Regions from separate parts of the Mus musculus genome. Here all the other regions are linked to region 5. Evidence: chromatin contacts called from public promoter capture Hi-C and targeted proximity ligation data. All regions are on one chromosome and are shown on one strand. The core of a region is the stretch at or near the end of the contact, and the rest is flanking DNA. Distances in the headings are between cores, read along the strand shown. Region 1 overlaps Kdm2a (lysine (K)-specific demethylase 2A). Region 2 holds the start of Rnaseh2c (ribonuclease H2, subunit C). Region 3 holds the start of Clcf1 (cardiotrophin-like cytokine factor 1). Region 4 holds the start of Coro1b (coronin, actin binding protein 1B). Region 5 holds the start of Ctsf (cathepsin F).

The links. Promoter capture Hi-C pulls out the DNA fragments that hold promoters and counts their contacts.
Region 1: a contact with region 5 is called in a targeted proximity ligation map of pancreatic cancer cells. A contact is called at or near these places in 2 of 39 promoter capture datasets (hippocampal neurons and liver), 2 of 130 datasets of targeted methods (pancreatic cancer cells and stem cell-derived neural progenitor cells) and 1 of 9 other capture datasets (adipose tissue).
Region 2: a promoter capture Hi-C map of liver shows a contact between it and region 5, with 3 times the contacts expected there. A contact is called at or near these places in 1 of 39 promoter capture datasets (liver) and 1 of 130 datasets of targeted methods (pancreatic cancer cells).
Region 3: a contact with region 5 is called in a targeted proximity ligation map of pancreatic cancer cells. A contact is called at or near these places in 1 of 130 datasets of targeted methods (pancreatic cancer cells) and 1 of 9 other capture datasets (adipose tissue).
Region 4: a contact with region 5 is called in a targeted proximity ligation map of pancreatic cancer cells. A contact is called at or near these places in 1 of 39 promoter capture datasets (hippocampal neurons) and 1 of 130 datasets of targeted methods (pancreatic cancer cells).

What each region holds. Positions count from the first base shown.
Region 1 is chr19:4,312,873-4,317,297 of GRCm38.p6, forward strand. Kdm2a (lysine (K)-specific demethylase 2A) reads right to left here. Exons shown (of 21, transcript NM_001001984.2): 21 at 3,272-4,425. Among named protein-coding and RNA genes, the nearest start is that of Grk2, 8.9 kb to the left of the region's middle.
Region 2 is chr19:5,600,322-5,605,187 of GRCm38.p6, forward strand. It overlaps Rnaseh2c (ribonuclease H2, subunit C), which reads left to right and starts at 1,552. Exons shown (of 4, transcript NM_026616.2): 1 at 1,552-1,759; 2 at 1,872-2,053; 3 at 2,129-2,248; 4 at 2,503-2,638. The coding sequence starts at 1,588. The coding sequence ends at 2,529. It overlaps Kat5 (K(lysine) acetyltransferase 5), which reads right to left. Exons shown (of 14, transcript NM_178637.2): 12 at 3,509-3,668; 13 at 3,313-3,394; 14 at 2,693-3,231. The coding sequence ends at 3,097.
Region 3 is chr19:4,211,439-4,215,689 of GRCm38.p6, forward strand. Clcf1 (cardiotrophin-like cytokine factor 1) reads left to right here and starts at 2,800. Exons shown (of 3, transcript NM_019952.5): 1 at 2,800-3,062. The coding sequence starts at 3,047. Gm45928 (predicted gene, 45928) reads left to right here and starts at 2,987. Exons shown (of 4, transcript NR_132309.2): 1 at 2,987-3,062. It overlaps LOC102631992 (a long non-coding RNA gene), which reads right to left. Exons shown (of 4, transcript XR_003952884.1): 3 at 1,612-4,251.
Region 4 is chr19:4,145,785-4,150,087 of GRCm38.p6, forward strand. It overlaps Coro1b (coronin, actin binding protein 1B), which reads left to right and starts at 2,870. Exons shown (of 11, transcript NM_011778.3): 1 at 2,870-2,952; 2 at 3,558-3,760; 3 at 4,079-4,201. The coding sequence starts at 3,560.
Region 5 is chr19:4,853,198-4,857,513 of GRCm38.p6, forward strand. It overlaps Ctsf (cathepsin F), which reads left to right and starts at 1,968. Exons shown (of 14, transcript NM_019861.2): 1 at 1,968-2,289; 2 at 2,501-2,599; 3 at 2,873-2,957; 4 at 3,050-3,111; 5 at 3,315-3,390. The coding sequence starts at 2,071.

The sequences.
Region 1 (4,425 bases), core at 1,394-3,893, 540 kb before region 5:
TCTGTTTTGTTGTTATTGCTACTGTGTGTGTGCATGTTGTGCATGTGTGTGGCTACGTGTGCCATAACACATGTGTGAAGGTGAGCAGACAACTTTGAGGTTTGTTCTCTCATTCTACATTTACACTGGTTCCAGGACCTAACTTAGCTCTCCAGTCTGGAGGGTCCTATTTATTAGGGACAAAGTCAATATATATTCAGGCTGGTCTCAAACTCACCATCTTCTTGTTTCAGCTACTCAAGCACTGGGATTACAAGTTTCTGGCACCAGAATGAAGGTTGCAGGTTCTTACTTCCTTTCCAGATTCTCATGACCCTGTTCTGAGGAGCAGCACTTTTCCAGGGACCTTTAAGGTCGTGTAGTCCAGCCCTGTCCCAGCCCCAGCCGCAACCTGCTTTTCAGAGTTTTTGCAGAGGTTAAGATTCCAGCTTCAGTCTTCTGGACCTCAGCTACACCCACCCTCCCAGATGCAACGCGCATGTGTTCCTGTACCCTAAGTCAACCGCTTGTGAATTACAGCTTGTGATGTCTGGTAGTCCTCACGTTGGTACTGAAGTGTTGTATGACTGAATCTGAGAGCTACTTCTATTAATCCCGTCCAGTGCCTTGGGCAGGTTTCTTATCCTCTCTGGGCCAGCATTGGCGAACAAAGATGATGTGCAAAGCTCTGGAGTAGGGTAGAATCTTAGTCTGCTGACTCTACCATTCGCTGGAGTCTTCTGTCTCATTTGCTCTCCAGGCATCCTCTCAAGCCCTTTGTCTCATTTCTCTTCTGCCCTCTACCTGTTACCTTTCCTTTTCTGGTTTCTCAGGTGCACTACTGTCTTCCAGCACCTCCTGGCTTATAGCAGCTGCGCTCAGCCTCTAGAGAGGGATGGACAGGACAGGGAAAGTTAGGGGACTGGATCAGGCTTAGTGCTCTCTGGCTTTCAGCTTCCGTCCTAAGCTTGGACCGGACCTGTGGAAATACATAGGGAAAAGGAAGAACTGTGCATCCAGAGTGTGAAGCAGCCAATGTTCAAGCACATTTAGCAAAGTCGGCCTGGGGGAATAGGCACCCCCTCCCCAAAATACTTCTTTTGAAGGGCCCTATGCAAATAAAATAGAAAGATGGTTTCATTGGTTAACTTGCTATATAATCATGGGGTCCTAGTTCAGATTCCTGTACCTAGTAAGCCAGAGTCTTGTAAAGAGACTTTCTAAATACCTATAACTCCAGCTCCAAGGAATTTGATGTCTTCTCTGGATCCAAACCACACAGGCACATACACCTCCTTCCAGCTACACACACACACACACACACACACACACACACAGAAGGCTTTGAGCTAGACAGATGGCTCAGTTGTTAAGAGCACATATTGCTCTTATAGAGGACTAGATTTGATTCCCAGCATTCAAGTCCAATGGTCCATAAACTCCCATAACCCCAGTTCCAGGAGATCGAATGAATGCTTTCTTCTGGCCTGAGGGCACTGCCCTTGTGCACAAACCATACTCATCCACATACATAATACACATAACTAAAAAACAGAAATCAGGGGCTGGTGATATGGCTCAGCAGTTAAGAGCACTGGTTACTCTTCCTGAAGACCTGGTTTTAATTTCTAGTATGCATGTAGTGGCTTACATTTGTAACTCCAGTTCCAGGGGTCTGATTCCTCTTTGGCCTCTATGGACACCAAACATCCACATGGTACACAGACATATACACAGACAATGTATATACAACAAATTAGCCGGTTATAATGGTTCACACTCTTAATTCCAGCACTTGGCAAAGTAGAGGAAGGTGGATCTCTGAGTTTGAGGACAGCCTGGTCTATATGAAGGTTCTAGAATAGCCAAGGCTACATAAAGAGAACTCTCCAAATAAAAAAATAAAACCTTAAGTAAATTTAAAATTTGTATTTCTCGTTAAAGATAGGGTTTCTGTGAAGCTCTAGCTGTCCTTGAATCACTCTGTAGACCAGGTGGGCCTTGAACTCAAGAGATTAAAGGCATGCAAGCACCACTCCTAGCCCCCTGCATTATGAGTTTTAAGTATGAAACAGCACCTGGGTCGGTCAGTCATTAAAATATTCTTGCTCCTGATTTGGACTGAAGCCATGGTTCTCAACCTTACAAATGTTGCGCCCCTTTAATACAGTCCTCATGTTGTGGTGGTGCCTAACCTTAAATCTGTTTTTTTTGTTGCTACTTGAAAATAGTGACTTTAGTATTGTTATGAGTCATAATGTAAATATTCTTTTAGTGGTCTTAGGCAACCCCAAAGGGACTACAACCCCCGGTTAAGAAGCTCTGGACTAGAGGCTGTGCTGATTGAGGTCCTAAACAGGGGTGGCAAGGATGAGAACAGAGGCAAAGCTGACAATCCCCTCTTCTCTGCTAACACCCAAATAGCTCATCTTCAGGAAACGTAACCAGTGTTCCATCGGTTTCTAGAGCAGAGAGCAGGGCGTCAGCTTAGGGCAACAGGATGAGTAAGAATCCACTCCTCCTGAGATAGTGAGGATTTCTGGCAGCAGGCAGTACTTCTCTGGTCACATGGTTAACCTAGAGTTGGGACAAATGCCAGCCACAGGCCATCTGGAGGCTTCAGCATGGGAGGTTGGTCTTGGTTATTGGGGCCAAGAGGTCAGAGATGCCCAGGCTGTTCCCAGGAACTGCTCTAAGTCTGTTTACTTTTGGGGAGGTCCTTTAGCCTTACCACATAAAATACTTACACATCCATTAAAGTTTGCTTTGGGGATAGGGGTTGGAGGACTGTATAGATGGCTCACTGGTTAAGAGCACTGGCTCTTCCGAAGGTCCTCAGTTCAATTCCCAGCAACCACGTGGTGGCTCACAGCCATCTGCAATGGGATCAATGCCCTCTTTCTGGCATGCAAATATGACAGAGCACTTGTATACATAAAAAAGTGTCCAAAAACTACCCTCTGACCTTTACAAGCATGGAACTCCACATGGTTACAAAAACAAGAGACTCCTCCAAGCTGCCCTGTAACCTCCACAGGTCAGAAGTATGCCATGGTATATGTACACGCCTGCAATCACATGTAAAGTACTTTTAAAATTTAACTTCATCGAGCAAGTGTTGCTTTTTGACATTAAGAAAGCTAGTAAGTATACAGGCTTGTACCACAGATGTTTCTGTCCAGAGTGGTGGGGCAGGCACTTCCTAGTTTTAGCAAGACATCAGCATGTCTATATGACCTTCTGACATCCTCTTAGATAGACATACACATACACCAAAAATGAAAGGGGTTAGTTTTTGTTTTTAAAGTCTTTTTATTTAAAAACAAAAACAAAAAAGAAAACCAAATCAAAATATTTCCCATTGGAGGCTATTTCTTTTTTTGTCTTTTAAAAATTTTATTACACAAATATCTCCCATTCCCAAGTGTCAGAAGAAAGACATCTTTGCTCTTTCTAAAACCAAGTGGGAAACTTTTAGAAAACAAAGTCCAACTAGCTTTCTTCCTTCCCTGACCCAAAATAATGCCAATGTGTCAGCTGGTGGCCTAAGACTCATTCCCTTAATGCTTACATTTAATTTAAAAATCTTAGCACAACATTGGAGATCGACTCTAAATAAGCAACAAAAAATATATATTTACAATATTTCCCACCCACCCCCAAAAAACCAAACCCTTTAAACATAGTGACTTTAGGAGTTTTATTTATTGAGCAGTTATTTTTTTAATCACCAAGTGATTTTATATTATATATATATAATTATATATATATAATTTTCTTCCTTTCCTTTGTGTTTTTTTGCCCCAGTATGTGGAAAGATGAAGGCAGAGGTCAGGTCCTGCAGTCTGAGGCCAGGCTCTGGCAAGACTGCAGCTAAGAGTAGATGCAGGACTATGAACTCGCATGTTCTACGTCCTCGGAGACACTTCTCTCTTTTTGCAAGGACCAACTCTCACCTCTAAAAACCATTCTCCCTCATAGTCCTAAAGAAAAGACCCAGCAAGGGCGTCAGTCCATCTGCCACCACCCTGAGCTCCCTTTTCCACTGACAAATTTCTGTGCGGTAAAATGCTTGCTTTTTCTAAATTCAAATGCAAAGACCAAAACCCAGACAAGCCATCAGCTTAGAAATTTCTGTGGATGAACTGTCCCAAAGGGCAGAGGCACTCTCCCGGCACAATCCCTGCTCTGAAAGGGTCTCTCCACCTCCCCTTTCATAAAAAGACAACAAACAAAACTTAGTAATTTTAGTATTTTCCACAGGAGCAACCAAAAAGAAAAAAAGTCAGGAAGCTTCTAATTATAGGTCATTAATAGTATTAATAAGGTTTTTGCTCAACACCCAGGGTTCTTTACAGAAGTTCCCCCAACTGAGGCACTCTGGAATAAGTCACTGGCGTTTCCTCAACATTTCAGGCCCAGGATTCTGGGACCTGAAGACCAATG
Region 2 (4,866 bases), core at 302-2,801, 750 kb after region 5:
GTTGAAAGGTACAGCTAAGAGCTATTATTCGGGCTATTGATTAGTGGTTCAGGCTGGGAAAGCCCACTGGAACGTATGAGATGGCTTGACAATGGGTGTAAGGAGGTACAATATGTGCAGTGTGAGCTGGTGGGGCATGTGCAGTGAGCTGGTGGGGCATGTGCAATGAGCTGGTGGGGCATGTGCAGTGTGAGCTGGTGGGACATGTGCAGTGAGCTGGTGGGACATGTGCAGCGTGAGCTGGTGGGGCATGTGCAGTGAGCTGGTGGGGCATATGCAGTGAGCTGGTAGGACATGTGCAGTGTGAGCTGGTAGGACATGTGCAGTGAGCTGGTGGGGCATGTGCAGTGAGCTGGTGGGGCATGTGCAGTGAGCTGGTGGGGCATGTGCAGTGTGAGCTGGTGGGGCATGTGCAGTGTGAGCTGGTGGGAAATACAGCGCAGCTGGAAGGATTACTTGGAGACCAACAGTGAAATATTATTTGCTGGAATCTCCAAGTCTTAAGGCATGGAGACAGGCCAGGGGCAGTGTGTTTCCCTTGAGGTTTGAGCAGCCAGGCCCTGCCCTCAAGACTTCTCTAATCATTATGTCCAGCCCCACTGGAAATTAACCAGGCCCTGCCTTAAGGAAAAAACAAAACAAAACAAAACAAAACAAAACAAAACAAAACAAGCCAGGCATAGTGGCGCAGGCCTTTGATCCCAGCACAGGAGAGGCAGAGGCAGGCGGATTTCTGAGTTCAAGGCCAGCCAGGTCTACAGAGTGAGTTCCAGGACAACCAGGGCTACACAGAGAAACCCTATCTCAAACAAACGAACAAACAAAGAAAAGAAAAAACAAAACAACAAAACCCACCCAAGATGAAGCCACAGATTGCATCAGTCCCTGAGCTGCCCCAACATCAGGTTGCAAAATCCTTCCATTCTCAGAGCACTCTGGATAGTTCTGCCCCATCTCCAAAACCCTCCTGCTCCGTTCTTTGCTGCTTCTGAGCAGAGACAGCCGCCTTCCCTCCTGTCTCTTTTCCAATAACTCTCTTATGTGAGGTTTGTTGTAGGATGTGATTTCGTAGTATTTTTGGCTCCCAACTGCCAGGATACCTTTCTCCTCAGAGCTGTAACATTTACACTGGTTTTAGAGTCAAGTCAGGGGTCGGGTGTTCTTTCTTTGGCCTTTTTTCCCTACAGGATGGTAGTCCTAGAGCACGTGCTTAATATGTCCAAGGCCCTGAGTCCAATCCTCATCACCACCAAAAATAGTTTGTCAGACAACCTATTTAAATAGGACTCTTCTAGGAATCCGTTCAGTTTTTTGTTGTTGTTTGCTTGCTTTCAAACGACAAAAACCATAAAAATATTAGGGCTGGGTGGGCACGGTGGCGCAAGCTAAACCCCAGCACTGGGAAGTGGAGGCACAAGAATGAGATCACACATAAAGACTTGAGCACAGGAAGGCAGGTGCTTACAGAGAACAGCCAGAGAAAAGACTACGTTTCCCATAAGGCTCTGCATCTAGTGTGCTCGGTCTCCCGACAGGCCCTGCGTTCCTCACCCGCCAGCTTTTGCCTGAACCTTACAAGCTTCTGAGATGAAGAACCCGGAGGAAGCGGCAGACGGGAAACAGCGTATTCACCTGCGCCCTGGCTCGCTGCGTGGTGCCGCACCGGCTAAGCTGCACCTCCTGCCCTGCGACGTTCTAGTCAGCCGGCCGGCCCCGGTAGATCGCTTCTTCACGCCCGCCGTCCGCCACGATGCAGACGGTGAGTCCGAGCAGGCCCCGCGGCTCTCGGGCTTCGTGGCCCGCGGCAGACGCCACCCGTACATCCTCCCGTGGCCAGGCTGGCCTGATGGCTTTGCATGTCCCTCCTGCAGGGCTACAGGCGTCGTTTCGCGGTCGCGGCCTGCGGGGCGAGGAGGTAGCTGTGCCGCCAGGGTTTGCGGGATTCGTGATGGTGACGGAGGAGAAGGGAGAGGGGTTGATAGGGAAACTGAACTTCTCCGGGGACGCGGAGGACAAAGCGGACGAGGCGCAGGAGCCGCTGGAGCGGGACTTCGTGAGCAAAGGGAGATGGTAGGTTTGGGGTGAGGGCAGTAGCTGCTGTCCCGAGTCTCAACCCGGCCTTTTCCAGGACCGCCTTATCGGGGCCACCGGCAGCTTCAGCCATTTCACCTTGTGGGGTCTGGAAACGGTCCCGGGTCCAGATGCCAAAGTGCATAGGGCCCTAGGTTGGCCCAGCCTCGCAGCAGCGGTACGTATACTCAGGAGCCCTTTTCCTCCTCAGACTTGGTCAGTCCTTCTATCCGATTTGAATAGTGTCTCTAGTGATTTGGGGGCTTTAGGGCAATAAACACCACGGGGATCATGGCTCCGGAGGCCCAAACTCCCAGTGGTGGGGGGCATTCCCCACTTTTCTCTTAGACGAGGCTATCACCCTGAGCAGCTGGGTCCCCACCCAACTGCTGTGTATTATAAGTCACAAAGTAGAAGTGACTCCTGTTGCAGATTCACGCCCAGGTCCCTGAGGACTGAGAACCAGATCATGAGAATGACAGTCACAGATCCCTTCTCACCACTTGGAGCGACTGTTTCTATCCCAATAAATGAGATCTTCACAATGCCTGAGTCTGTGGGCACCTTAGCACCCTGAAGCTGCCATTACATGGCACCCAGTTTGGTAAGAACTCCTGATAGCTCTGCCTATATAAACAATTTATTTCTGGGGGCAAGAGGGGCCAGAACTTTGCAACCAGCGCCCACCCCACCCTCCAGCTCCTCCTTTATAAAAGAAATTTTTACAATCACCGGTCCTGTACAGAATGCTCCCCACCCATCTTAATGTACACAGCTGCCTGGATCCCTTTGGTCCACGTGTTCAGAGCGGACCTGGGCCAGTAAGCCAGTTATCCTCGGAGTTGGCCTAGACCTGAGCTTGCCTTGGCACTGGCCACTAGTGGGCCCCTCCTAGGCCTCTTCTCCTCTTGGGTCTGTTCTTCGGCCTGTCTCACTTTGCGTGCCTCTTCGAAGCTCAAATGGGACAAGACAGGGTGCTAGCCATGGTTCGGCCAGCTCTCGTGGTATGGCAATGGGTAGTGTGTGTCACCACTTTCCTCTCTTGCTCCAGTCTTTGGGAGTGAAGTGCAGACACTTGGAGTCAATCCGAAGGAGCCGCTTGAGCATAGCCCGCTCATGCCCATCCACGATGTCTTCTGACAGAGTTAGGATATACTGGCCCTGAGCAAGAGATAGAGCCAGCTCATGTCAGCTCAGAGCCTGCATCCATATCTCATCTATCCCCTGAGCATGCCTCCTAACCTTGTAGTAATTGATGAGGTTGAGATACTGCAGTGTGGAGATGACATCTTCTTTCTTGATACTAGTGATTTCACTGATCTCACTGTGGGGGTGGAAGTGGGGGAAAGTTCAGTCCCCTGAAGATATTCATCTGTCCCCAGAAACCCCAGGAACAGACAGACCAAACCACAACCCCCAGGTGGGCATTTGGGCTCACTTGATGGTGATCTGTGGCCTCTCCCCGCTCTCCGACTTCAGCCCCATCAGGATCTCCAAGATGGTTTGGGACCAGTAACTTCGGTAGGATAGGAGGCCAAGATCTGACAGGGGTTTCTCAGGAGTTCCGGTCTTCCCTTCTACTTTCGAGAGTTCATAGCCTAAAGCAATAGAGCACAGGAGGCGGAGTAAGCGTCACATGTACACAGCAGCTTATGAGGAAGAAGGGCTGTGGAGCTGGGCTGCCTGCCTGCCTCTCACTTACTCTTGGTGTGGACCAGCAGCTTCCCTGTCTGCAGTGTTGGGGGCCAAAGGCTAGAAGAGCAGCTCTGGTTGGGTACTTGTCAGCCAGTGAAGGCTGCCAGGATGGGTCGCTGCCCTGCCAGCCTGTGTCTGGGTGTATGGCAGTAATGAGGGAGCCCTTTGTGGTCTGAGGACATGGGAACCTTTTCAGTGTCATCAGTTTAGCTGCGATCCTGGGAACGCCAGCTGCTCTCAGCAGAATGGGCTGGGTGGTTAAGGACATAATAGGAAAGGACAGGGGGCTCCTCAGAGCCAGGTACCTGACCCTTGGTGGCCCTTTCCCTTACCTGTGTTGACCACAAGGCGCTGCCAGACAGTCTCTGAGACCGTTAGGCCCCAGTGAGCCGACAGCTCTTTATGTCCCCATTAGTTTGGAGACCCTTCCTTCCCCTCAGCTCTACTGGCCTCGTGATGATCCAAGCACTCTCGGCTCCTGGCTGAATCTCTATTTGTAGTCTCACCCTCTTTGCTCAAGCACCCTTGGACAAGAAGGGCGGGAGAGGCTGGTGTCAGGGTCCACACAGTTAATAGCCCCACAAGTCTACTGGCAGCCATATTTGCCTCTAGTTAGGAACTGTGTACAAGGATTGCCTCCCTTCCTTTTATCAGTCTGTTGGCATTTGTGTGTCCTACTGGGCAAAGCAGGCACATCCTCACGGTTTGCCCTGAGTTTCCTTTCTCCTGCTCTAATCGGGAAGATACTCCAAACAGATCATGACTTCGAGCAGTCAGACATCCATGTTCTCACCAGCAAAAAAGCTAAAGCGTCTCCCTGGTCCTGGGCTAAGTGAATGGGCTGGGCTGGGTGTCAGAGCTAAGAGTCCGTGGCCTCAAAAGAGGCCAAAGCCTGCGTCGGTTCTCAGAGACTAGCCTTACAAAGAACCAGGATACAATTCTGTCTTGTAGTGCTCGTGTGCCTTTTTGAATGCCTACTGCCCGCACAGCTCAGGCACAGCCAGTGGTTCAGAGTGCACATCAAAGGTGAGCATGGGGGCTACCCACGCTGCTCAGCGCCAGATGGGAAAAGCGGGGTGGCTCACAGGCCTTTAGCCAAAG
Region 3 (4,251 bases), core at 1,550-4,049, 640 kb before region 5:
CTTTCTGGAGCTGGGGGCACGTATCTAGTTTCTCCTGTAGCCTCTCCCCTACCCCCACTCCCACTCCTAGCTTGTTGGAGTTGGAAGGGCCCTGCCTAGGTTCTGAGAGCCAGCACGGGTAAGGAAGGGAGGACAGGCACTTCACTAGCTCTTTAGCTGGAAACCAGAAGACAGCACCTGTCCCGCCCCACCCTGCTCCACAGAAACCCTGGGGGGGCTCTCCTGATTCACTTTCCTTTCTTCCTTCTCCCCCAAATTCCAGCAGCCCACCCCTATTGGGGATTTGGCAGGAGGTGAAGTCTTTACTCTGTCCCCCACCCCACCCCACCTGGCAGCTTCTTGCTTGGTGCCTTTGCCCAGACATGGCAGAGGGGCACCGGCAGCTTGGAGATGGAGCTGATTTTCCCTTTGGCACTGTAGAGTTGGGGGGTGGCCCTCACTGGGTGATGGGAGAGGGCAGAGAGGCAAGTCCAGACATGGGGCTAAGGGAGAATTTGACTTTCTTAGAATATGGGGTCACTACATTAAGAATCAGAAGGCAAAGAGGGTGCCCCAGGAGCCATGTGTAAAGCTGTTTGTCTGCTCGCAACCTGGGCTGAATCTACTGGGAACAGCTGCCCAGTTTCTGCAGGCCAATGCCTCTGAGACACAGCTGGGTGGAGCAGGTCAGCACTCCCCTCTCCAGCCTCATTGAGAGGCCATTCCTCCTCATTGCTGTCTTTCCCCTTCTGTTGCTACACTCTCCTCATTCTATTGTCTCCCTGTGTCTCCTCTCTCTTTTCCCAGGTCCCTTCTCCTTTCTTTTCTCTCCCCTTCAGCCCTCCTTACTTCTCTCTTCATCCAGGCGGTTCCCCCTGACTCAGCAAGGTGCTTTATAAGGTGCTGAGGGGCTCAGCCAAATCCAAACCACATTGTCTGCAAAGCCTTTCTTTCCACCAGGGGTGAGCTGTGGAGCTGCACAGCCCAAGCCGGGCTTCCAAGCTGCTCCCCTTCCCTTCCTTGCTCCCTTCAGAAGGGGTGGTAGATGCTAGGGGGACCTCCTGGTCCACTCTGGGTCACTTACTTGTGGGCATCTGCCTTCTTGACCTTGGCAAGCGCACCAAGAGATGGTTAGGCTCACTGGCCAAGAATGCCATTGAAACTCCAGAGCCCTGGCTGGTGGGGGGTGGGGAGGTGGGGGAGGGAGGTCTAAGCACTTTTCACAGGGCCCCTCCAAGGCACTTTTCATCAGAGCAGCTACTGATGCTCTAGACTTCCCTGCCCCCACCCAGACCAGCTCTCCATTCTCAGCTTTTTCTTCTTGTTCAGAAAAGGGGGGGGGGGGTGAGGGAGAAAGAAAGGAAGGGAAAGAGGGGAAAAAAATAGAAAGAAACACCCCAACAACAAAGTCTGTCCCACTCCAGTGAGGTAATTGAAAACAAATTTTTTCCCAACCCCCCCACCCCCCCACCCCAGTTCTCCAGTGCAGAACAGGGAAGTGCCGCCCTGGGAAACTAGCACTGGCCATGACTGATGCCCACGCTGACCCACAGGCTGGAGGGGCTGTGTTGGACTGGCAGAGTGCCCTCCTTTCCCAGGGGTCCCAGCAGAAGTGGGGGGGGGGGTGAATACCTCATGCCATTCCAGAGACAGGCATCACCTTCCACGGCTGGCTGCCACCGCTATCTACCCCTGGTGAGACTACAGAGAAACAACACAGCAACTTATCAGATGACTTAATTGGTGGAATGCTTCTACAAGCACCCAAGACTTGGGGACCAAATGACTGTCCCCCAAGAAAAATCACAGAATGGGGCTGCCTCCAAGCCCCAGATGACAGCTGTTTCCTCTGCACTAGCTCTCATGCTCCCTCGCTCTCCCTGGCAGCCCTCTGGAGAGGGAGGAAGGAGGAGGAAAGGAGACCCTCCTGGGAGGGTCTAGGCTTATGGGTCCCCTAGGTCTCCCACTCAGAAAGTCCCAACCCAGGCCTGAGGGGAAGGAGGGAGAATGCTCTTAGCCAAACCACCCCTACCTCACCACCGGAAAAACCAACAACCCAAACCCCCAAAGGGAAGAGGATGCCAAATGTCTCGATGGGGAAGCTTTTCACTAACGGGATGCTGGGTCTATCCATGGCCTTGAATCTTCGAGTTCCCGCTGAGTCACCCGTGAAGCCTCTGGTGTTGAAACTGGTCCGGTGCCTTGTGCTGATTAATGAATTACAAATCCCCCACCCATGTGCACTCTCCCTGGTCACCGGGAAGAATGAAAACCCTTGTGAACTTGACTGAGAAGCTGGGCCCTGGTGCCCTCTCCCCTCCTCAGGGGGCATTGTGAGCTGGTTAGTCACCTGCCCCAGCCCCTGGCGCCACACTTAGCTCTAGCTTTTGGAAGTGGGACAAGTGGCGGGACAATAGGCAAGGGGGGCGGTCAGCCCAGACAAAGGGCAGCAGGAAAAACACCATCACTTGCTTGGAGGCCAGCTTGCTGGCATTTGAGAGAATGTGTCATTGCATTTACTCAAGTGGGAGGGGGAGGGAAGGTTAGAATGAAGAGGCAGAGGTAGAGTGGGTACAGGGACCCTCAACCCGGCAATGAGCAGAGGGAAGAAGGCCAGCATGCCTTGGCCGACACCAAGGAAGAAGCCCACACCAAGGCCAGCTCCCTTTCCAAGCTCTCAGGAGTTTGCCGAGGGACGATGCCCTCCCTGCCCCCTCCCCCAGGAGGCCTAGGGTGGTACCGTCGCAGCCTTGCCTCACCTCACCACCCCCCCCCTCAGTGTTGTGGGAGGGAGAGGAGCCCCAGAAGCCCTCCCTTCCCTCCTCCCCCCTCTTCCCCCCACCCGGGGAGGGCTGCTACAATTTGTGGTTACAGCTTTACACGTCAGAAAAAAAAAAGTTTGCAGAATGTCCCACACCGAAAAAAAAATGCGAAACCGAGAGAAAAAAACCTGCGAGTGGGCCTGGCGGATGGGATTATTAAAGCTTCGCCGGAGCCGCGGCTCGCCCTCCCACTCCGCCAGCCTCTGGGAGAGGAGCCGCGCCCGGCCGGCCCGGCCCCCAGCCCCATGGACCTCCGAGCAGGTAGGAGCCAGGCGTCCGAGGCCGAGGCCTCCGCCCCCGCCCAGCACCAGTGAGATCCGGTTCCCGTCCTCCTCCCCACCCTCGGAGCCCCAAGCCCGGGCCGGGCCGGGGAGCAGAGCTCGGGCTGGGGAGGTACGGCCGGGCGCCCTCGAGAGGGGCCGGGTGGGGACGCGGCATTCCTGGAGTCCGCTTGGCGGAGCCAGGAGGTGGCTGAGAACGCGGCGGGGAGCCTGGACAACCCTCAGACCTGGACGGGCGGCCACCTGGAGCCGCGGCGAGGCGGGGTCCCAGGGAACCCGCGGACACAGAGCCCCGCGCCAGAATCGGGGCGAGCGAGTCCGAGGCGGGCAGCGAGGGTGTGGGGGGGGGGCCGCGGCGCAAGGGAGGAGGGGGCCAGGAGAGGAAGAGGGAGGGAGAGAGGCAGAGGGGGAGCCCGCGGCCGAGCAGCGGGAAGCGAGGGGGAGGCCGACACCTCGGGCCGCGCTGAACTCCTTCCTCGGCCCGCGGGGAGGGCAGGAGGGCGCGCGAGAGGAGGGCGGAGGGCAGAGCAAACCTAGCTGGGCCGGGCCGGGCCGGGCCGGGCCGCCACGGGACTCCGGTTACTACGCTGCGCGCGGCGTGGCCGGAGCCCTCCATGCTGCCCACCGCCTGGGAGCCAGAGGCAGGTAGGCGCGGCGGGGTGGCCGGGGCCCCGAGCCCGCGGTGGCCTGGGAGTGATTACTGCAGGAGGGTGTTGTGGGGGAGACGCAGCCTGGCCGGACCCAGCAGGAAAAAGTCCGTCAGCGGCCGGGAGCGCCGAGACTGCCGGCAGCCCCTCGAGCGGCTGCCTGGCTAGGCGGCCCGTGGCAGGAGGGCGGGCCAGGCAGGGAGTGGACGCGCCGGAGCGGGCAGCGGCTCAGCCGAGCCCCGAAGCCCAACGCCCGGACCCCGCCTCCGCCCCCGCCGCCGCCGGGAAGGGAGCGAACGGGGGGGCGGGGCCGGGGGCGCCGGGGCCACACAAGGGGAAGGCGCCATCGCCGCCGGGAGGGGTCCGAGATCGAGAGGTCACGGTCGAGAAGGTAGGGCCAGCGAACTGCCAACTTCCACCGCCCCAGTTCTTGGAGCTGATCCCCTCAAGCAAAGTCCGCGTAGCTTCTTCAAAGTCCCCACACCCATGTTCTCACCTACCTTTCTATTACACTGGGGTGCA
Region 4 (4,303 bases), core at 1,620-4,119, 710 kb before region 5:
TCTAAAATCCTCAAGGCCCTGGGCTCAGTCACCAGCACTACAAAATAATGGAGCGTATGTTCTCTTGCCTGTGGCTACACGAGAATGCCACAGAATGGCCCAGGCAGTTTCAAATCACACTGGTAGCATGAAGGAACTATTGGCCCTGTCTTAGTCACTCACGAGTCTATTGCTGTGAAGAGACACCGTGACCAAGGCAACTCTCATAAAGGAAAGCATGGGATTGGGAACTTGCTTAATTCATGAGCATCGTAGCAGGGGTGGCAGGCACAGTGCTAGAGATCCACCCCAACCCCCGCACTACCCAATCACAGGCAGAGTGAATGAACACAGTTCCTCCCACAAGGCCACACCTCCTAATCCTTCTAATCTTTATCAAAGAGTTCCACTCCCTGGTGACCAGGCATTCAAATATCCGAGCCTATGGAGGCCATTCTTATTCAAACACCAGAGGCACTAAAGCCAGTGGGAGAGAGATTTCTGAAGCATTTGTTGAATTAATTGCTCTAACAAGTATTTAGTGAACATTTACCAGATAGCTTTCTGGACAGCCTTTCGTTTTAGAGACCATGGATAGGGTCCAGGGCATCTCTAAGGGTTTGGGCCCTGTCTCCACCACTCATTGACTGTGTGGCCTTCAACAAAGTTCTTGGGGACTTAATCTGCCCATTTGTAAGGAGGTTCCTTGGTAGAAAACAAGCCTTCAGTCACTGACGGCCATTATCTGATACACGCGTGAGCACCCTGAGACCCAGTGAGGCCTAGAGCCAGAGCCCTCCTCCCGGCGAGTAGCCTGGGAGCCAATTATATGTCCCCTTACACAGTCATGGTGTCTCCTCCACAGGAAATGACCTCCTCCCCATGTTGTTCGCTGGACTTCACAGGCTCTAAGGGCAGAGCCTAATGTCTGTCTCCTTTGGGGCACTCTGCTCCCTTCTCCTAATAGGGGCCTCGAAGCCTTTTCAACACCGCAGACAGGTCAGAGAATAAAACTTCCCCACCTCCAACTTTAGCCCACCCCATCTCTCAGGGCCCCACCTCCACGGTTCTCAAAGGGAGCCTTTCCCACGTGGGAGAATTGCTACTCAAAAAGAAGGTTTTACAAGATAAGGGGCTTCCTAGGGGCTCACAGCACAGGTTTGGAGAGACTTCAGTCTCAAAACAGTCCCCAGCTCAGGCAACATACTGCGGGGTGTGTGTGTGTGTGTGTGTGTCCGCCTTCCCCCTCCAGGTGAGATGCCTGTGCCTCTTCAAAGGAGCCAGGTGTTGGTTCTGAGAGCTGTGAATAGGAATATTTTGCAATTCTATATTCAGCTCTGCTGCTCATTCGCTCACCCAGCATGAAGTGGTCTCACGCTGGGTGCTGGCTGGGTCTCCCTCTGGGCACTGGAAGGCAGGGTGGAGGCTGGGGGATAAGGGGAGTGCACAAGACAAAGTCCCTGTCTTTCCTTTGCTGGCATGAATCTTAGCAGGGTGCCAAATAATTACACAATGTAGCATCTGGGACTAAGAACGATTAATGGGAACCAGGAACAGGAAGAACTGGGTGAGAGGAGAGCTCAGAAAGACCCACAGGGGAAGTGACACTTGAGGCCTGGGGTCATTGAGGGATGAAGCCTTCCCAAGGCTAGGAAGAGCTTCCAGAAGGAAGAAGGGAGCAGGATGTGTTAGCCTGAGGTGGGAACTGAGGTTTGCTGTCACTGGGACACGTGCTGAGAGGGGACAGTGCTGGGTGCCCTGGGGTCAGACAGGAATTCTGACATAGGAACATGGAACTATGGATTTTATTTGAAGTGGGGTGATGTGGGGGGTGGGGGTGGTACTTAGAACTGTAGCCACCTGGCATCATATGGGCTTCCCTGTGAACATCTGCTACCCAAGTCAAGCCACACTCCTGCCTCCCTAGCTCCAGGTTTTACAAACAGTGAGAAATCCCAAGACATTGGAAATAACAAAGTTGGGCTGAATCCCAGCTGGGAGGTCTCAATCAAGCACCTGTCCTCTCTAGGCCTGTTTCTTCAGAGTATAGTGACCACTGAGGTGGGACACAAGTCCACTTAGCCTCCCACACACAGTTGGGGCCTCATGAAGGCTAAACAAAGCACCTTTACCTCTGCCCTGCCTCTTCCCACGTCCCTCTTCCCTTTCTGGGAAAGACGGCCTCGTATCACCACTGGTTACTGGAGGTAGACACAGAGGAATAGTGTTCTCTTACTACAGTGGGTCCTAACAGGGACACCTACGTCCTCCAGGATGAGAGGAGATAGGGCAAATATGAGGAGGCAAATCCAGGCTCTGATGGGATGGAGGAGAGAAAGGACATGCATTATGCATGGGATCCACTGTCATCCTCTACTTCGATTTTCTCTAAGCCAGAGCAGGAGCCACAGGAGTCCATCAAGATGTAAGAGATTGCCTTTCACCTCTTCAATGTACATATCTGACATCAGGAACCCCCCAACTTTAAAACCCATACCTATGGCAGGGTGTGGTGGCACATGCCTTTAATCCTTGCACAGATATCTGTAAGTTCTTTGCTAGTTCCAGGCCAGCAAGTATGCAGAGTAACAACCTGTCTCAAACACAAAACAAAAAACACGTGAAAACATTGGAGGCGGAGCGAGAGAATACTTTTGGGTAGAACTGGGTAGGGAAATCAGAGGGCAGGCTTCACCCCACCTCAAGAGACTCGCACAGTCTGTACCCGCGGCTCCAAGCAGGCCCGCCCCTTTCAACAAGCAGCCCAGGGCCTGGCGACTAGGCCTTGCCCCGTGGGCGGGACATCCTAAAGCCCCGCCTTCTGCGCGTGACCTTGCCCCGCCCCCGCCTCCCTCGGCTATCACTTCCTGATTCCCGCTTCCTGCTTCCCAGAGGCCGGGATCCGGAGCCGCCCGAGGTCGCCGCCGCAGTCCCCGGCGCCCCTGGGGAGCGGAGAGCGGTGAGCGGTGAGCGGTGAGAGCGGCAGGGACGGACTAGGGGCGCAGACGTGGGCCTGGGGCAGGGGGCGCGAGCCGGAAGAGCGCCTCGCCCCACCTTCATTCCCGACTCCCTCCCACCCCCCAGCCGCCCCTCTCTCCCTTTCTGGGCTGGGATCTTTGGAAGTTGGGTTCCTGGTTCACTTGGACCGTGCTCCAAGGCCACTTTGAGGACCTGGCAGTATCCTCGACCCCTGTTCAGCCAGGGTCCCTAGGCCCGACTTCTGCAGCTCTTTGCACAGTCCCCGGGACTGAGCTGCGGCCTTGCTAGACCAACCAACCCCTTTTGCTGCCTCTTCTCCCCATCACCCAGCCTTCAAACTCTGGGTGTGGAAAGCGCCTTGGAACCATCTGGGACCTACAGAAGATCTAAATTCTGTCTCCCTTTCAGCAGCACACACACACTCAGACCCCTAGCCAGGGAGGGGATGGGGAGGCAGAGAGTGTTGGTCTGCACCTATGAGCCCTTTCTATAACTGGGGAAATAGAGACTCCCAGCTAACGCTGGACCAATTTCCTGGTGACATGCTCTGTGTGTCTCTTTGGAGAGCAGAGCTGATTCAGGTGTCTCTGCCCTCACAGACATGTCCTTCCGAAAAGTTGTGCGGCAGAGCAAATTCCGGCATGTATTCGGTCAGCCGGTCAAGAATGACCAGTGCTATGAGGACATTCGAGTGTCCCGAGTTACCTGGGACAGCACCTTCTGCGCAGTCAACCCCAAGTTCCTGGCAGTGATTGTGGAAGCCAGTGGTGGAGGCGCCTTTATGGTGCTTCCTCTAAACAAGGTGGGCCTCAGCGGGTCAGGGTGGAGAGGACATCTGAGGACACTCTGGTCACACCTGTGGGCAGGGCAGTTTGTGCCACTTCTTGGCCCGTGGCTACTGATGGATTGTTGATGGAAGTAGAAAAAGTGTTTATTGCCACCAAGTGTGGATAAGAGGCTGCAGCAGGCATTTCCTCATATGCTGGGTGGAGCAGACACATCTGGGCCACCAGGAACCAGGGCAGTCACATTATTCTTGCACCTTGGAGGGCCCATAGATACTGGGAGGAATGGAGGTCGGGACTTTGGGTTCTTCTCTGACTGCTCTTCATGACTACAGACGGGCCGCATTGACAAGGCCTACCCGACAGTGTGTGGGCACACGGGGCCTGTTCTGGATATTGACTGGTGTCCCCACAATGATGAAGTCATTGCCAGTGGATCAGAGGACTGCACTGTCATGGTGAGCAAAGGACCGTTCAAGTCAGGGTCTCAGGGTGTGGCTGAAGGATGCTGGCAGCAGGGGCAAGCACAGGCCTGAGCCCATGCTCCGTCTCCCTACCGC
Region 5 (4,316 bases), core at 718-3,217:
TATCTATTTTAATTTGATTTGGAACACCAAGCATAAAAAAAAAAATCAACATAGGCAATGACTGACTATACTTTTAGTTGCTTTTCTTGTTAAAGCAGTTGTAATTAGAAAGACTAAAAGTGTATCAATAGTCACAATGTGCATATTTCATTTTTCTAAAATCAAAAATGAGTATCTATTTGCAATAATTGATTAAGTAAAAGTCCTCAAGAATTAACACCAATGGGTGGAACAGGTAGAAGCTGAGGACACTGAGAACAATTCTTTACAATATGCCATGCACATTCTATAAAAATGCCTACAGCACACTATTCAATTATCTGTGTTGAAGTAGGAGGAAACTCAAAAGAGCAAACGTGATCTAGTCACGTAAACTTCTCTCCCATAGAAGTGCTGTTTATAAATACAGTAGATGCATTCTTTTTTTTTAAAGTGATAAGCACGATTCTTTTTTTTTTTAAGATTTATTTATTTATTTATTTATTTATTTATATTAAGTACACTGTAGCCGTCTTCAGACACTCCGGAAGAGGGAGCCAGATCTCATTTCAGATGGTTGTGAGCCACCACGTGGTTGCTGGGAATCGAACTCAGGACCTTTGGAAGAGCAGTCCGTGCTCTTAACCCCCGAGCCATCTCTCCAGCCCCAGTAGATGCATTCTTTATGGGATACATTGTGGAGAGACCTATAGGGTACTGCTAGGCAGGAATCTGACATTGGCCAAGGACAAGGAAACAAGCCTCAATCTTTAGGTTGTAATAGGGAAGCAGGACAAGGCAGAAACTCCAATCTCGGGGTGGTACAAAAGAAGCAGGCCCTGGGCAAGATCCAGGCTTTTGGCCTGTCATGCATGTCACTACTGGAGTGGATGTAGCAGTCTACATAGGCCCTGTTTTGAAGACAAACAAACCAAGGGAACTGTCTTAAAGACTTCAAAAAACTCCTTCATATATACATACCCTGCACACTCCTCACGTACACACAAGATTTCTGTGACAAGGCTGATTTTAACCGCTTTAGATAACATACGACAGCTCCTTCAATGAGCTGAGGATAATTTTTGCCTCTCCGATACAAAACCAATGGATTTTTGTATCCAAGCAGTTTATGGACATTTCCCTTTCAATAATAAAAAACCCTCCTTTCCGGTCCCTCTCCAAGTGTGCAGAGGCTTACGAGAATGCATCTTGGTTTATGATTCAATTTGTTATTCCCTCATACATTTTTACACTTTGGAGATTTTTTTCCCACCCTCTGTTTTCAGTTGTGACGCTGTCCCTTGGCAGTCCTGGAACACAGTGCTTTTAAGTGATTTACGGTACGATCCACCCTTTGCACAGCTTTGTTGATTATATAGATGTCTTTTAAGCCTCACAACAGCCAGACTCATGTAGCCTACGCTCAAATTCTCTTAGGTATCCAAGAATGACCTTGAACTTCAGAACTTTCTGTCTCTTCCTGAGTGCCTCACCAGGCTAGGTTTATTCCGTGCTCGGGGATGGTACACAGGGCATTTGTGAGAGCTAGGCAAACACTAGCCACTGAACTACCTACATCCTCTGGTCCCACAACCCATAATATTACTGACCGTCTGGTGAATGACAATAGGTGCCTCAAAGGTGAGATCACACCGTGAAGGCAGGCTGAGGAACCAATTGTTTGGGTTCACCTCTTATCAGAGTCATCTGTAAGCTTCTTTTTCTTTATCTACGCAATGGGACTGCACTGACCTCACAGGTCTGCCATGGTTAAAAGGATCTGGCTTTTCCTGCGTAAGATAGAAAAGGGCGTAGATTCTTATTTTATTGTCAACCTAGTGTCCTCTCCCCTCACTCCACCCTCTCCACCCCCCCACCCACCCCCCCCCGCATCCCGCACCCCGTGGTCCACGTGCCTCGCGTAAATAAGCGAGCGCGCAAGCGCCAGGAATCGGTGCCCATTGGCCGCCCCGGCGTTCTCCAACGTTGTAGGGAAACTCTCTGTGGCCTCTGACAGCAGGCTCCGCCTCGGGTCTCTTGATCCGTGTGTTTGTGGGTCAGTGAATCCGGGCGAGCAGCTTCGACCTCGCTATGGCGCCCCTACTGCAGCTTCTGTGGCTGCTGACACTGCTCTCGACTGTGGCCCTGAGCCCCGTCCCCGCCAAGCCCTGGGCAGATGACGAGCAGGCCTGGAACTTGTCGTCCCAGGAGCTGCTGGCCCCCGCCCGCTTCGCGCTGGACATGTACAATTACGGCCGTGCTGCGGGGACAAGGGCCGTGCTAGGAGCGGTGCGCGGACGCGTCCGCCGGGTGAGGACGCGCGGGGAGCGGGCGCGGGGCCTGGGCCCAGGAATGGTGCAAGGTGGAGTTTGGCTTAAATTTGGGATGATGGCCAGGACAGGGGAGGGAAGGACCTGTTTAGACCTGTATCCGGTAGGGAGGCACAGATGGGCAATGGTCTCCTAAGAGGAGTAAAGGGGGAGGGGATGGCTGGGCCAGCCCCAACTTCTTCTCCATCCAGGCCGGCCAGGGCTCTCTGTTCTCCCTGGAAGCCACACTAGAGGAGCCACCTTGCAATGATCCCCTGGTGTGCCCACTGCCTGAGACGAAGAAAACAGTGGTGAGTGAAGAGGTCAGCTATTGTTGGCCCTAGCTGGCAAACAATTGGAATGGTGGGTCCTGTCGAGGCATTGGTTACTCCTGAGATACCAAGTTAGAGACCAAGATGCTCTGAAAGGGTGGGTGTTGGGGTGCTGGGTGTCTGCTGCTGGCCTCCCTCTTTCACCAAGTTATGACTGCCTTCCATGTGGCTCTCCTTTGAGGAACTTCTAGCTGCTCTTGCCAGGACCTTGTTTCAAACTGTCCCAAGACCGTCTTCTTTCTATGCCTCCAGCTCTGCAGTTTTGAAGTCCTGGAAGAGCTAAAAGAACACTTGCTGCTGAGGAGGGACTGTAGCCCAGTGAATGCCAAGGTCACAGGTGCTGGGATTGCTCAAGGAGACTGGGAGAGCCCAGACCATACTTGAGTCAGAATCCAGCCTTAATTACTTCTCTGTTCCGACCCTATCCAGAGTTTAGAAATGCGACTTTCAGCTCATTCCTTCCATTGTTGGACAAGGATCCCCTGCCCCAGGTGAAGACCCTGTGTCGAGGAGAGACAAAGGCCCCTTAATCCTCTTTCCCTTCTCTTCTCTTTCTCTGCACGCCCCTTCTCTCTCTTCCCCCTCACTTCCTCTTCCCATAGTGACTTCCCTGTCTTGGTCCTCCAGGGTAGAGCTCAGTCAGCTCACTGGGGTCTGGCTGGACTTGTAAGTGAACATCCTTCCGCCTTCCTAGGACTTCTCTGTGAAGATGGCTCCACTCTTCAAGGACTTCATGACCACCTATAACCGGACTTATGAATCAAGGGAAGGTAGGCCCCAGCCTTGTCATCTGTCTCCGTCAGGCCTGGGCCTTCTCCCGTCACGGCACCTTGATACTAAGGAGATAAAGTACACAGTGATACCTTATTTCCCCGGTGGTAAACTGAGCCAGATCAAGGCAGATAAGATGATATTAACTGCTGGTTTATTGGGAAGCTGCTCTCTGGCGAGTTCACTGGCCCCAGTGATTAGGCCACGGAAATCACCATGGGAAGAGGAGATGAGGGAGAGAAGGGGAGAAAGGGCCCACACAGAGAGAGAAGAAAAGAAGAGAAAAGGGAGAGTGAGGAGACCAAAATGCCTGGATTGTGTCTGGAAGAGCTTCTGGGTATGCCAGGGTAGGGACTGAGGGGTGCTGGGAGAAGCTGGAGGCCAGGTCTGCCTTGATATGAAACATATGCACCTCAGTCCCTGGTCCAGGGGTCCGAAACCAAACAAAAAGGATCCTGTGTCTCTCAAGGAGCCCATATCCCTAGGGTCCTATCCAGCTTTCTAGGCAGTCATCTTGTCAAGGAGTGGCCTGGTTTCCTCCTTCCGTTTTGTCTTCCTAACCGGAAACCATGGGCTTCATCCCTCTAGGCAGGATGGGTAAGACTTAGACCAGATTTTCTCCTTTGGATTTCCTCTGTCATGGCCTTTCCGGTAACCTCTCCTGGGTGACACCCTTCGGTCTCATTTAGATTACTGGTTTTATATTCAACAAGTCATTGTTCCAATTTGGGCCCCCAAAGTTGAGCATGTCTCTCACTTTGAAGTCGGCTTCCCTCATGTCTTATTCTGCCGGCCCCAGGGATCTATCCTTACAAACAGCTTCAGGGACTATGGCAGGGACTCAGTTAATAAAGCCCTTGCCTTGGAAGCGTGAAGACCTGACTTCAATCCCCAGAACCCACCAAAGAAGCCCGATATGGCGGTC